3 separate regions of the Sus scrofa genome follow, and all the other regions are linked to region 2. The links are chromatin contacts, called in public HiChIP or PLAC-seq and promoter capture Hi-C maps. All regions are on one chromosome and are shown on one strand. The core of a region is the stretch at or near the end of the contact, and the rest is flanking DNA. Distances in the headings are between cores, read along the strand shown. Region 1 holds the start of ARFGEF1 (brefeldin A-inhibited guanine nucleotide-exchange protein 1). Region 2 holds the start of MTFR1 (mitochondrial fission regulator 1). Region 3 holds the start of COPS5 (COP9 signalosome subunit 5).

Region 1 (3,358 bases), core at 61-2,560, 1.5 Mb after region 2:
AAGCCATCTTATCTAAAGGTCCTATCCTTCCCCGCTTTTATCTCGCCCCCCCACCCCTTAACCTCCGGTCTAGTTCTTCCAGGTCAGCCCAGTCGGATACCACATTACTCTGTTTTTCCCGTGGCGGAGGCGGAGAGATGTCAGAACAGGCTGCACCTCTCGCAAACCCCTTCTCGAGACTGTCAACAAGGGAACAACTTCAGCCTAGCTTCCCAAAGTACCACGCCAAACGACAAAGTTATGGAAATTACAAGACAGAACCCTTCCCACGCCCAATCCTGCCAAATCAGCTCCACCTCAATTTTCCACGCCAATAAACAACAGCTCCTCTTGCTGCCGCCTCACAAAGGGTGAGAGCCTGTCCGCACCGCACGGTCGGCCGACACAACCTGCTCTTCCCGAGTCGAGCCCGAGCGCAGCCGCCGGCCCCGGGCCGAGCTAACTAACTGCCCTTCCTCCTCCACCCTGCCTCTGCCCCCCATCCAGCCGAGTTACTGTCAACTCCAGCCAGGCGGCCGGGGCTCGGCGAGGGCTCCCCGAGGTTAGCGGCGCCGGCTCAGGGCGAGCCCCCAGCGACCCCACCTCCCGCGCCGGCGCCCCCCCCATTCCCCCACCCCCATCCCCGGCCTCCTCCCCACTCACCTAACGCCACCTCGCACGCTTTGCGCAGTTGGGAGTGATGCGCCTTCTTCACTTCCTTGTCGGCCAAAATCTTCTCCAGGGCCCGGGTCAGGAACATGTTCTTCGTCTTCTTCCCCTCATACATGGACGCAGAGAAGGAGGCGGCGGCTCGTCCGACCCGCGGCTCCCAGCGGCTGGAGGGGAGGAGGAGGGGGAGGAAAAGCGGAGAGAAAGGAGAGGGGGTGGAGGTGGGGAAGAGGAGGCGTGGAGGGCAGCGGCAGGATCAGGAAGGGGCGGGCGGCCGAGGAGCGCGGAGGTCGTCACCGCCCCCAGAGGGGCCGCGCCCGTGGGACCTCCGCTTCTCCCCGCCCGGGGGTCGTTTGCCGGCCACCCCGCTCCACTTGTCCCTCCGGCCCGGGGGCGGCGAGGGAGCCCAGCTCGGCGGCCGTCAGCCGGAGGCCGAGGGACGAGGCGGCGGCTCAGAGGCCCGGCGAGAGCAGGGCTGCCCTGGCTACTGTGGGGATTAGCACCCGCCGTGGCCGCGGACTGGCCTCCATCACCGCCGACCTGCCCCGGCCGCCATGTTGGGAGGAAACGACGCGTCACGCAGCGGCCGAACGGCTGCAGAGGAGGAAGCGGCGGCGGCAGCGTCGGCTGCCCAGAGCTGCCGCGGCGCCGGGAGGCAGGGGGCGGAGGGCGGCGCGGGAGGAGCGGCTCGAGCCGCAGCGCTACGGCGGCCCGGCGGGGCCTCGCCGCCTCCCGCGTTTGCCTGCAGGGCGGCGTGGGGCGTGGCGGGCGTCCTGCGGCGCCACGCGGGGCGCTTCGGGCTCCTCACTGGGGCTGCGCCCTGGCACCCGGAACCCCCGGGGCCGAAGCTCCTACTGAATGAATGGGTCTCCCAGCTGCGCTGCATCCACGTATCGGAAGCATATGGAGAGCCCCCCGGTGGGCGCGCGGCCCCTTCCGCTCCAGGGGTCACGGAAACAGCCGTCCGGCCCAGGTTCAGCCGCGCGGTCTTCACCTGGCACTCTCGATTTTCAGTTTCCTTACCAGCTGCACGAAACTGCTGTCCAGGTCCGTGCCCGCCGACTACCTCAGGATTCTCTCTTGGGAAGACTAAAACCAATCTGACAAGGATTGGGGACTGTTTCACTTTTTCATTTCTGTAGGATAAAAATCGGTAAACTCTAGGTTTCAGATCTCTACTGAATTGAGATTAAAGTTAAGGGAACAGGTGAATGCTTCTGATTGATGAGTTCCCTTAGAGCTCTATGCCATTAATACTAAGATTCGGCTCAGGACAGGAAAACTAGTTTCAGAATGGAAAAGCTCTAAGTACAGATGTTACCGCAGACACACGTGTCTGCTTAAATACTAAAGAAGAATTCAGATGTCTACAATGTTTCATTCAGAACAGAAAATGATAAAGAATACCATTAAACTATATGCAAATAATTTACATGGTGATCTAGGTGCATATCTCCAAGTTCAAAGCTACTGTGTGGCTGTTATCAACCACACGCCCCAAACTGTTACACACTGTTAGACTGTGTCTCTCACAGTTCTGGTCTATTCGATCCTCTTGACTGTGGACTTGTCCTAATGCAACCATCCAAATTCAAAAATGGAGAGTCTGGGAGTTCGCGTCGTGGCTCAGTGAAAATGAACCTGATTAGCATCTATGAGGATGCTGGTTCAATCCCTGGCCTTGCTCAGTGGGTTAAGGATCCGCATTGCTGTGAGCTGTGGTGTAGGCCATCTCCTATTGATTGGACCCCTAGCCTGGGAACCTGTATATGCCGCCGGTATGGCCCTGATCTGGCATTGCTGTGGTTGTGTGGGCCAGCGGCTACAGCTCCAATTTGAGTGACAAGATTTGGGACAGTCTAAAAACCACGGGAAATAAAAATGGAAACCTTGAGAATGATCCTAATTAAAATGAACAAATTATTATTATTTTTTTTCATCTACACCTGAGGCATACAGAAGTTCCCTGGCGGGGGACTGAATCCGAGCCGCACCTGCAACCTCTGTCACAGCTGTGGCAATGCTGGATCCTCAACTCACCGTGCCATGGCAGGAACCCCTACATTAATTTTTCTAAACTTTCTTGTCCTGAGAAATCTGTAAATTCAACTAATTTTACTCTAAAGACTATTTCTAGATTCCTAGAATTTAAAGATTCAGTATACTAGATCAAATATAATACTAATTTCTAGGTACACTTGTAGATTATAAAGTTTTTTAGAACAAGCTCCATTCCAAATTTATCTTTTTTTCTTCATAATGCGGGTGTTCTGTCGCAGGTACTGTGGAAGATGCTGGTTGATCACCAAATCCATTTACTCTTCTTTCCTTTGCACAAACATAAATTGTGTTCCCTAGTCTGTCTTCCAGTTAAATGTAACCATCCAGATTTAGCTCAATAAAAAAAGAAAAAAAAAAATAGAGTTCCTGTCGTGACTCAGTGAAAACGAATCTGACCAGCATTCATAAGGACACAGGTTTGATCCCTGGCCTTGATCAGTGGGTTAAGGATCTGGCATTGCCATGAGTTGTGGTGTAGGTTGCAGACATGGCTGCGATCTGGCATTGCTGTGGTTGTGTGGGCCAGCGGCTACAGCTCCAATTTGACCCCTAGCCTGGGATCCTCCATATGCGGCAGGTGTGGACTTAAAAAGCAAGAGAGAAAAAAAATATCCTCCACAAGCAGATTTTCATGCCCTTTCCCTTCTGT
Region 2 (3,552 bases), core at 921-3,420:
ACAAACCCTAACATGGTGCAGGTGATCAGGGTTAACATCAGCTGACATAAGTGGTAACGTACCCCTGAAATGACATTATGAGACGAGCATCTCACCCATGTGGTACTTTACCCAAAATTTATAATCCCAGTCTCATCATGAGAAACACATCTGACAAATTCAAACTGAGGAACATTTTACAAAATACCTGACCAGACTCCTCAAGAGTGTCATGAGTTATAAATAAAGAATGAGAAACTCTTGACAGGGAGTTCCTCTTGTGGCACAGTGGAAACCTGACTGGTATCCATGAAGACGCACGTTCCATCCTTGGCCTCGCTCAGTGGGTCGGGGCCCTGGTGTTGCCATGAGCTGTGGTGTAGGTCACAGACATGGCTCAGATCTGGCATTGCTGTGGCTGTGATGTAGGCTGGCAGCTGTAGCTCCAATTCAACCCCTAGCCTGGGAACTTCCATATGCTGTGGGTTCAGCCCTAAAAAGAAAAAGAAAAAAAAAAAAGAAAGAAACTCTTGATAGGCCAGAGGAGTCTAAGGAAACATGATGACTAAATGCAATGTGGCAATTTGGATTGGAGTCTGGAACAGAAAATTATGATTTTATAATCACATATATTTTTATCTTTATTTTTATTTTGCTTTTTAGGGCTGCACTCATGGCATATGGAAGTCCCCAGGCTAGGGGTGGAATCAGAACTGTAGCTGCCAGCCTACGCCAACAGCAACATGGAGTTGGAGCTGCATCTGTGACCTACACCATAGCTCACATCAATGCTGAGGAACGCCAGGGATCAAACCCATACCCTCATGGATACTAGTTGGATTCATTTCCACTGCGCCACAACAGGAACTCCCTGTAATCTTATAATTTTAAAAGTGTGATGACTGGAAGATTTCCCCCTAGATTAACTTTTGGCTCAGCACATTTCAAACTCTTTTCTCTTTCTCCACCCATGTGCATCTACTGCCAGGTGCCCTGGGACACATTCATTTATGAGATAGAATAGAGTGTAGCTAGGAGTTTTCCTGGAAGCTATTCCAACACCAGGAGAGTCAGAAATAACTTATCAGGGAAGTGGCTCCAGTTCCATCTCAACTCTTTCCCTCACTCAGATCCCCCAAAAGCCCAGAGCCACTCCAGGGCACCTAGAAGGGAAGTGTGAAGGAAAGGAAATTGGCATGGAAAAAAGCCTTAGCCAATCCCTGTTGAGGACAGCTCTAAGACATATGAGTTTAAAACTACATATGATCATGTGCATTAGGTGCTGGGGCCCCTTTAAAGAGTTGAAAACTACATATGATCATGTGCATTATTAGGTGCTGGGGCCCTTCCTTGGCTCTTGGAGAGAGCTGGTGCAAGTCAATGGCAGATGCTTCATTAGCTTCGCACTAAATCCACCCTAGGAAAATCTCATAAGCAACAAGTGAACTTTGTTAGATATATCGCCATGCTCTGCCCCTGCCCCTTGAGCTCAGATGCTTCTGCTGCTTCATCAGACCCCAGCCCAAGCATTCTCTTCTTCCAGATGCACTCCCTGAGAACCCGGGCAGGCTTAGGCGGGTTTCCCAGCCCCCTCCATACCTGGTTACAACTTTTGGTTATATAAATTAACCTTGTTGTTAGCCCGTAGGCTCACTGAGGGCGTGGTTCAAAGCTCTTTAAAATCTTTGTATTGTCACAGTGGGCCCCTAACAAGCCCTTGTTAAGTAGATGAATTAACGCTTTTGCTGAAGGGGGAAAGCCTCGCCAGGGAGAGACTTGGGCACCCGGATTAAAAACTTCAGAGCTCTGTTGTCTGCTTACGACCTCTGGGATCAATTACAATGGGAGGGTAAGAGAAACAGCCAATCAGCAATAGGCTCTTGAAAAGCCAAACAGAAATAGGTTTCTCCGCTCTACGTATGAATCTTTTGTCAGTCCTACCCATATTACCATGCTTAATATATTGTTAGCTATTAAGTGCAATGATCATATTTTCAAGAGAGAATGAATTGAACCCAGAGTGTCTTGGGATACTCAGCTACTAAAAATCACGTGTCCCAACGAATAAAACTTAAACATGTTAGAACCGAAGACTTGGTAAAGTAAAATCCTAACCCTTCAGGCACTTTGTACAATCCGACAGCCCTACTTCCCCTAGACAAACACACCCGAGATACGAAGTCCGCAAAGGCTGGGTGAGCACAAGTTGCTACACCGCGAGATGAAACAGCTCATTTATTAGCTTAACAAGGGCTAAGATTCACATCTTCTTTCAAGGTAATACACACTTGGGGCTACATTCAGAATGTGGGTCTTTCTTGAGGTTGAAGTTTACAAAGCACTTGCCAAGGCAGAGAACTGAGGACAAAAAGCAAGGTCCACGGGAAAGCCCACGCGATAGCCGAGCCCAACGCGTGCGCACACTGCGAGAGGCCGCTCCAGGCTCGTGCAGCGATCTTCTGGCCTTCCGCTTGCGGCTCCCGCCTCCAGGCCGGAGGGAGCCGTTGATTGGTGAGCCTCGCCCGGGCTCGGGGCGGAGATTGGGTGATTGGCAGCAACGCCCCGGGACGGTCAAGCTGGAAGGTGGAGTAGCTGAAGAAGCCGGCGGGCTGCCTCGCGCCGGAGGTAGAGTGAGGTAAAAACTCTGGAAAGCGGTTGGCTTGGGGTCGAGGAGGCGCCCCGGGGACGGCGGCGGGAACCTTTGGTGACACTCAGGGTAGGAGGTGAAGGAGCCGGGTTTGGGTTTTCGGGGAGGCCGGCGGGCTCCGCGTACCGGTGGGGTGTCCGCGCCGCGGCTGAAGGGAGGCGGAGATGTCCGGGGGCGGCCGTGCTGGCCGAGGGCCCTGCTGGGGCTGGAGCTTTGGCGGAGCGGAGCGAATTCGGCCGACTTGCCGGGCAAGGCAGGACTCACCCACCCGCCCACCTATTCTCCCCATCGCTGCCCCCTTCCTCCCCCGGCCTTTGGTCGGTCGTCGGGAGCCGGCAGTTCGCGCGCCGGCAGTCAGGCAGCGGCCCAGGGAAGGGCCTTTGCGGCAGTTCCCTTGGGTGTTGCGCTTTCCCGGGGGTTCGGTGGCGTGACTCGGCGGGTGCTCCTCCTGTCCGGGCCTCGGGGATTGGGAGGGAGGAGCATACCTGTTGGGCCGCCTGGGAGGCGTAACCAGCCTCAGCTGGCCGGCGTCCCCGTTTCACTTTTCGCCTCTTAGAACTTGCCACTTTGTCTTCCCGACCGGGACCGGGATTTGCATTAAGCCCCAAAGGAAAACAGAAAACACCTCGACCTTTGGACATTTAACAGCACTTTTTATTATGGGAGTCTTCAGACTCTCCAGTGTCACGAGGATAGTAGGAGAGCTCCGTGCACCCATTACCCAATTTAAAATCAGTAACTGGCCAGGCTTGCTCCTTCCCCCGCCCCGATTATTTTGAAGTATATCTCAGACATATTTCATTTCTTGTACATATTTCCTCATGATCAGCAATTGTACTTCTTTTCCAGTCATTTGCTTTGTGGAGAAGTTGAGTAAAATAAGGCACTTTTGAACGTGTAGATAGCGCTAATTTAGTTTGCGCTGC
Region 3 (3,449 bases), core at 862-3,361, 1.2 Mb after region 2:
ATGTTTCTGGGCCAGGGATTGAACCCAAGGCACAGCAGTGACAATGCTGGATCCTTAATCTGCTGAGCCACCAGAGAACTTCTGAAAAAGTTTTTTAATATGCTATTCTTACATGACCACTTCAGTAGACTTTTTCTCCATTAATTTTGGTATCACCAAATCTTTTTAAATTTAGAGTTGATTTACAAGGTTGTGCCAAATTTTGGTTTCTGACTGGTTGGATGGATTTACCTCATTATTCTCAGGCCCTAACGTTTTGGCCTAACAGTTAAGAATGTGGGCTCTGGAGTTCCTATTGCAGCTCAGTGGTAACAAACTTGACTAATATCTATGAGGATGTGGGTTCGATTTTTGGCCTCGCCCAGTGGGTTAAGGATCTGGCATTGCCATGATGTACTACATATACTGTGGAATGATCACCACAGTAGGTGTGATCGAAGATGTGGCTCAGATCTGGTGTTGCTGAGGCTATGGTGTAGAATGGCAGCTGTAGCTCTGATTCCACCCCTAGCCCAGGAACTTCCGTATGCCATGGGTGTGCCCCCTCCAAAAAAATGTGGGCTCTGACATCCATCTGCCTACCTTTGCATCCTTGCACTACCATGTCCTAGCTGTGACCTTGAGACATTCACTTAATTCTGTGCCTGTTTCCTTATCTATAAATAGGGATATTTCACAGGGCTGTTGCTAGGAGGAAATGAAGTAAATGAAATAATGTATATAAGGTACTTAGCCTAGTGCCTGACACATACTAAAACTTTTTAAATGCTAGCTGTTGTTAGCATTATCAACCTATCTTTTACAGAACTCTCAAAGAAGTCTGTTGAGGGCTGTGGCTTCTTTCTGTGGTATCAGCCTCAAAATGGAAAATGTAGCCTTATCTTTAGTTCTGCTATGATCACTGTTTAAGTTTTTCATCTGTGGTTGTGACTAAACTACTGTTGAATAAAATTACATTTTGGTCTCACTGATGTGGCTCAAGACAGCTAGGTTGTATATAACTAGAGATACAATCACACAGCGAGGCTAATAGTTTCCAAATATTTAATAGGCTCTATCAACCTAAAATGCACAGCCTGCTATAGAAAGAGCAGGTGAGGCAAACCAACTCAGTGCTCAGTCCTTAGTAAGTACTCAATAAACATTGCTGAATCTGAATAATGACAATTAAAGCTTGCCTTGTGGGACAGATGAAGCATGGTTTTTGTTGTTGACCACCGCTTTCCCATCTATCTCTCTGTTAGAGACGGTGCTCTTTTAACTCTATCTCTAACAATATCTGCTCTCAGGAAAGGATAAATGCTGTGGGAAAGAATCCTCGATCTGTCATCACTCTCAGGGACACAGCTGTTTTGCTAAATGGCAAAGAACTCTATTGATTTAATTTGTAGCTTATGTGAACTTGCTAACATTTTGGGAGACTAAGTAGAACCTCGCGGTGTTTCTAAAATAATTACCAGCAATCGAAAAACAATTACAGATCTAAACGATGGCTTTTAATTAAAGACCGTTGGGCTGGCTCAATTTCTGAAGACAGCTACAGTCTCCAGTCTAAGATCTGCTGCAAGTCCCAACAAAGTGTATACCGACACAGGATTCAAGGCAGAGTGTGTAGCATACGTGACGGTATGGGTGTTGAGGAGTAAAAGCCCAAATCACCGCTTGCCGTTTTCCTTTTCCATTCTCCCGAGGCAAACGGGTTAAAGAGACAGAAAGGGGAGTCAAGCGAGCCCCAAAGGAGGGACTTACGCTCAACTTGCGCGGATAAAAAGGCAAAGCAAAAATTCTCAGACGCTTACTCTTCCTCTTCCCTGCACAAGAAAAGACAAGCCCAGTCCCCGCTTCAGCTCCCACCCCTACTGGGTCTCTTAAACTCCCGCCACCCTTCCCTCCCCAGCATTTCGCCAGGGACCTCCTCACTCCTTAGTCCAGGGTTTCGCCGCCAGGATTTCTTGCTGCTGTTTTTTGTCGTATTTGTAGATTTCATCGATACTCTGGGCTTCCTGCATGTTGTTGGCTAATTCCCACGTTTTCTGGGCCATACCACTCCCAGAAGCCGCCATCGCAGAGGATTCGGAGAAGTTGTTGCCCCTACAACCAAGACGCAACTTCAACCTCGCTAGGTTTCCGGGTGTGGGCTTCAGACCCACCCCACCGCAGGTGCAAACTGGTACTAGACTCTCGAGGCAGCCATGACACCTAGAACCGGAGGTGAAGTTGGTACCGACCATTCGAGGATGGCGGGGGTCCTTCCGGAACGCGACGGTGTAAACAGCAGTTACACAATAGTTAGAGACAGAGGAATCTCCTTGTGGATTAAATGAAGACATATTATCTTGGAAAATTATATGTGTGAATTAAGACAAAAACAGCGTTTATGTAAGGAATGGTATAGCCTTCCGCACCGGAAGAAGGGCATGTAACGTTATGCCAGAAAACGAATTGACCTTCCTTGTTCGTACTGCGCAGGCTCGGCCTCCGCCATATTAAAAATAGATCCTTAAACGGGGATGGGAGAAAGAATTGTTTTTATGTAGGTGCAGGTACTTTAAATGCAGTAAGTTTGTTGAAAGACTTAAAAAAAAAAAAGGATGTCTGGAAAAATTGAGATAAATAGTTCTGAATGCTGGCTTTGAGAGAATACATGACATCCTAGTTTACTTTCAGATGAATCACCGCACATGTGTAAAATCCTATGGGCTCGTGGTTGGGCACTAAGCTTCTCTTGGGCGTTCTCTAGCGATCATATGAAGCTGTGGAAACTCGTGGATGGCTACGGTCATGCCTTGGTGTGTTTGTAAAAATTAACATCTCTAGGCGCTATTAATGTCCCGAAAATGTCCAGTACCCAGTTGCTATAATAGTTTACAGTTTAATCTTCTGCATTGCTCTGTGGAACTAACTCTGCTCCGAGACTGAATTAATCTAGGGGGAGTATTGGTTGTCATCCAAGAGTTCAAACGGTATTTAATTATTTCATTATTTGCTTGTTTTAGTTATTCTCCCCCCCCCCCCGCATTAGATTCTAAGTTCCAAAACACAGGGACCAGGTGTGCTCCTTGTTGTATCCTCAATGTCTACCATAGATGTTCAATTTTTTTCCCCCTGGGGGAAAAGGGGAGGGGGGGCATCACAATTCACCTCTCCAGTTTCATCTTTCTTTAGTTACCCTGAAACTTTGCATAAGGTGGCTAGCATTGCCTGAAAAGCTCTCCCCTGACTTTTCGGACTGGGAGTTTAAACTTACATTTAAAAACACAGCTCAGAGCTCTCTGCCACGCAATCCTTCTTAACTTTTCTCTCTCCAGTAATCCTTCTGCCGTGTCTCTAAATGCCTGTAGGTGCTTGCATAACTGTTACAGTGCAAGGAAATAATGTATTTGTTTACCTGGAAGTTTTTCTTTTCACTCTCAGTTTCAGAGTGCAGGGCACTTGGTTCTGAGCTGTAT

The links. Promoter capture Hi-C pulls out the DNA fragments that hold promoters and counts their contacts. HiChIP or PLAC-seq counts read pairs in DNA pulled down with a chosen protein or histone mark.
Region 1: an H3K27ac HiChIP or PLAC-seq map of alveolar macrophages shows a contact between it and region 2. The contact joins the promoter of ARFGEF1 here to the promoter of MTFR1 in region 2. A contact is called at or near these places in 1 of 5 promoter capture datasets (liver) and 1 of 2 datasets of contacts at active chromatin or transcription factors (alveolar macrophages).
Region 3: a promoter capture Hi-C map of fetal liver shows a contact between it and region 2, with 6 times the contacts expected there. The contact joins the promoter of COPS5 here to the promoter of MTFR1 in region 2. A contact is called at or near these places in 2 of 5 promoter capture datasets (fetal liver and liver) and 2 of 47 Hi-C or Micro-C datasets (alveolar macrophages and heart right ventricle).

Annotation. Positions count from the first base shown.
Region 1 is chr4:67,463,469-67,466,826 of Sscrofa11.1, reverse strand. ARFGEF1 (brefeldin A-inhibited guanine nucleotide-exchange protein 1) reads right to left here and starts at 1,310. Exons shown (of 39, transcript XM_001928010.7): 1 at 643-1,310. The coding sequence starts at 766.
Region 2 is chr4:68,968,616-68,972,167 of Sscrofa11.1, reverse strand. It overlaps MTFR1 (mitochondrial fission regulator 1), which reads left to right and starts at 2,170. Exons shown (of 7, transcript XM_021089295.1): 1 at 2,170-2,604.
Region 3 is chr4:67,739,478-67,742,926 of Sscrofa11.1, reverse strand. It overlaps COPS5 (COP9 signalosome subunit 5), which reads right to left and starts at 2,111. Exons shown (of 8, transcript NM_001105300.1): 1 at 1,921-2,111. The coding sequence starts at 2,063. All of the region lies in intron 3 of CSPP1 (centrosome and spindle pole-associated protein 1), which reads left to right.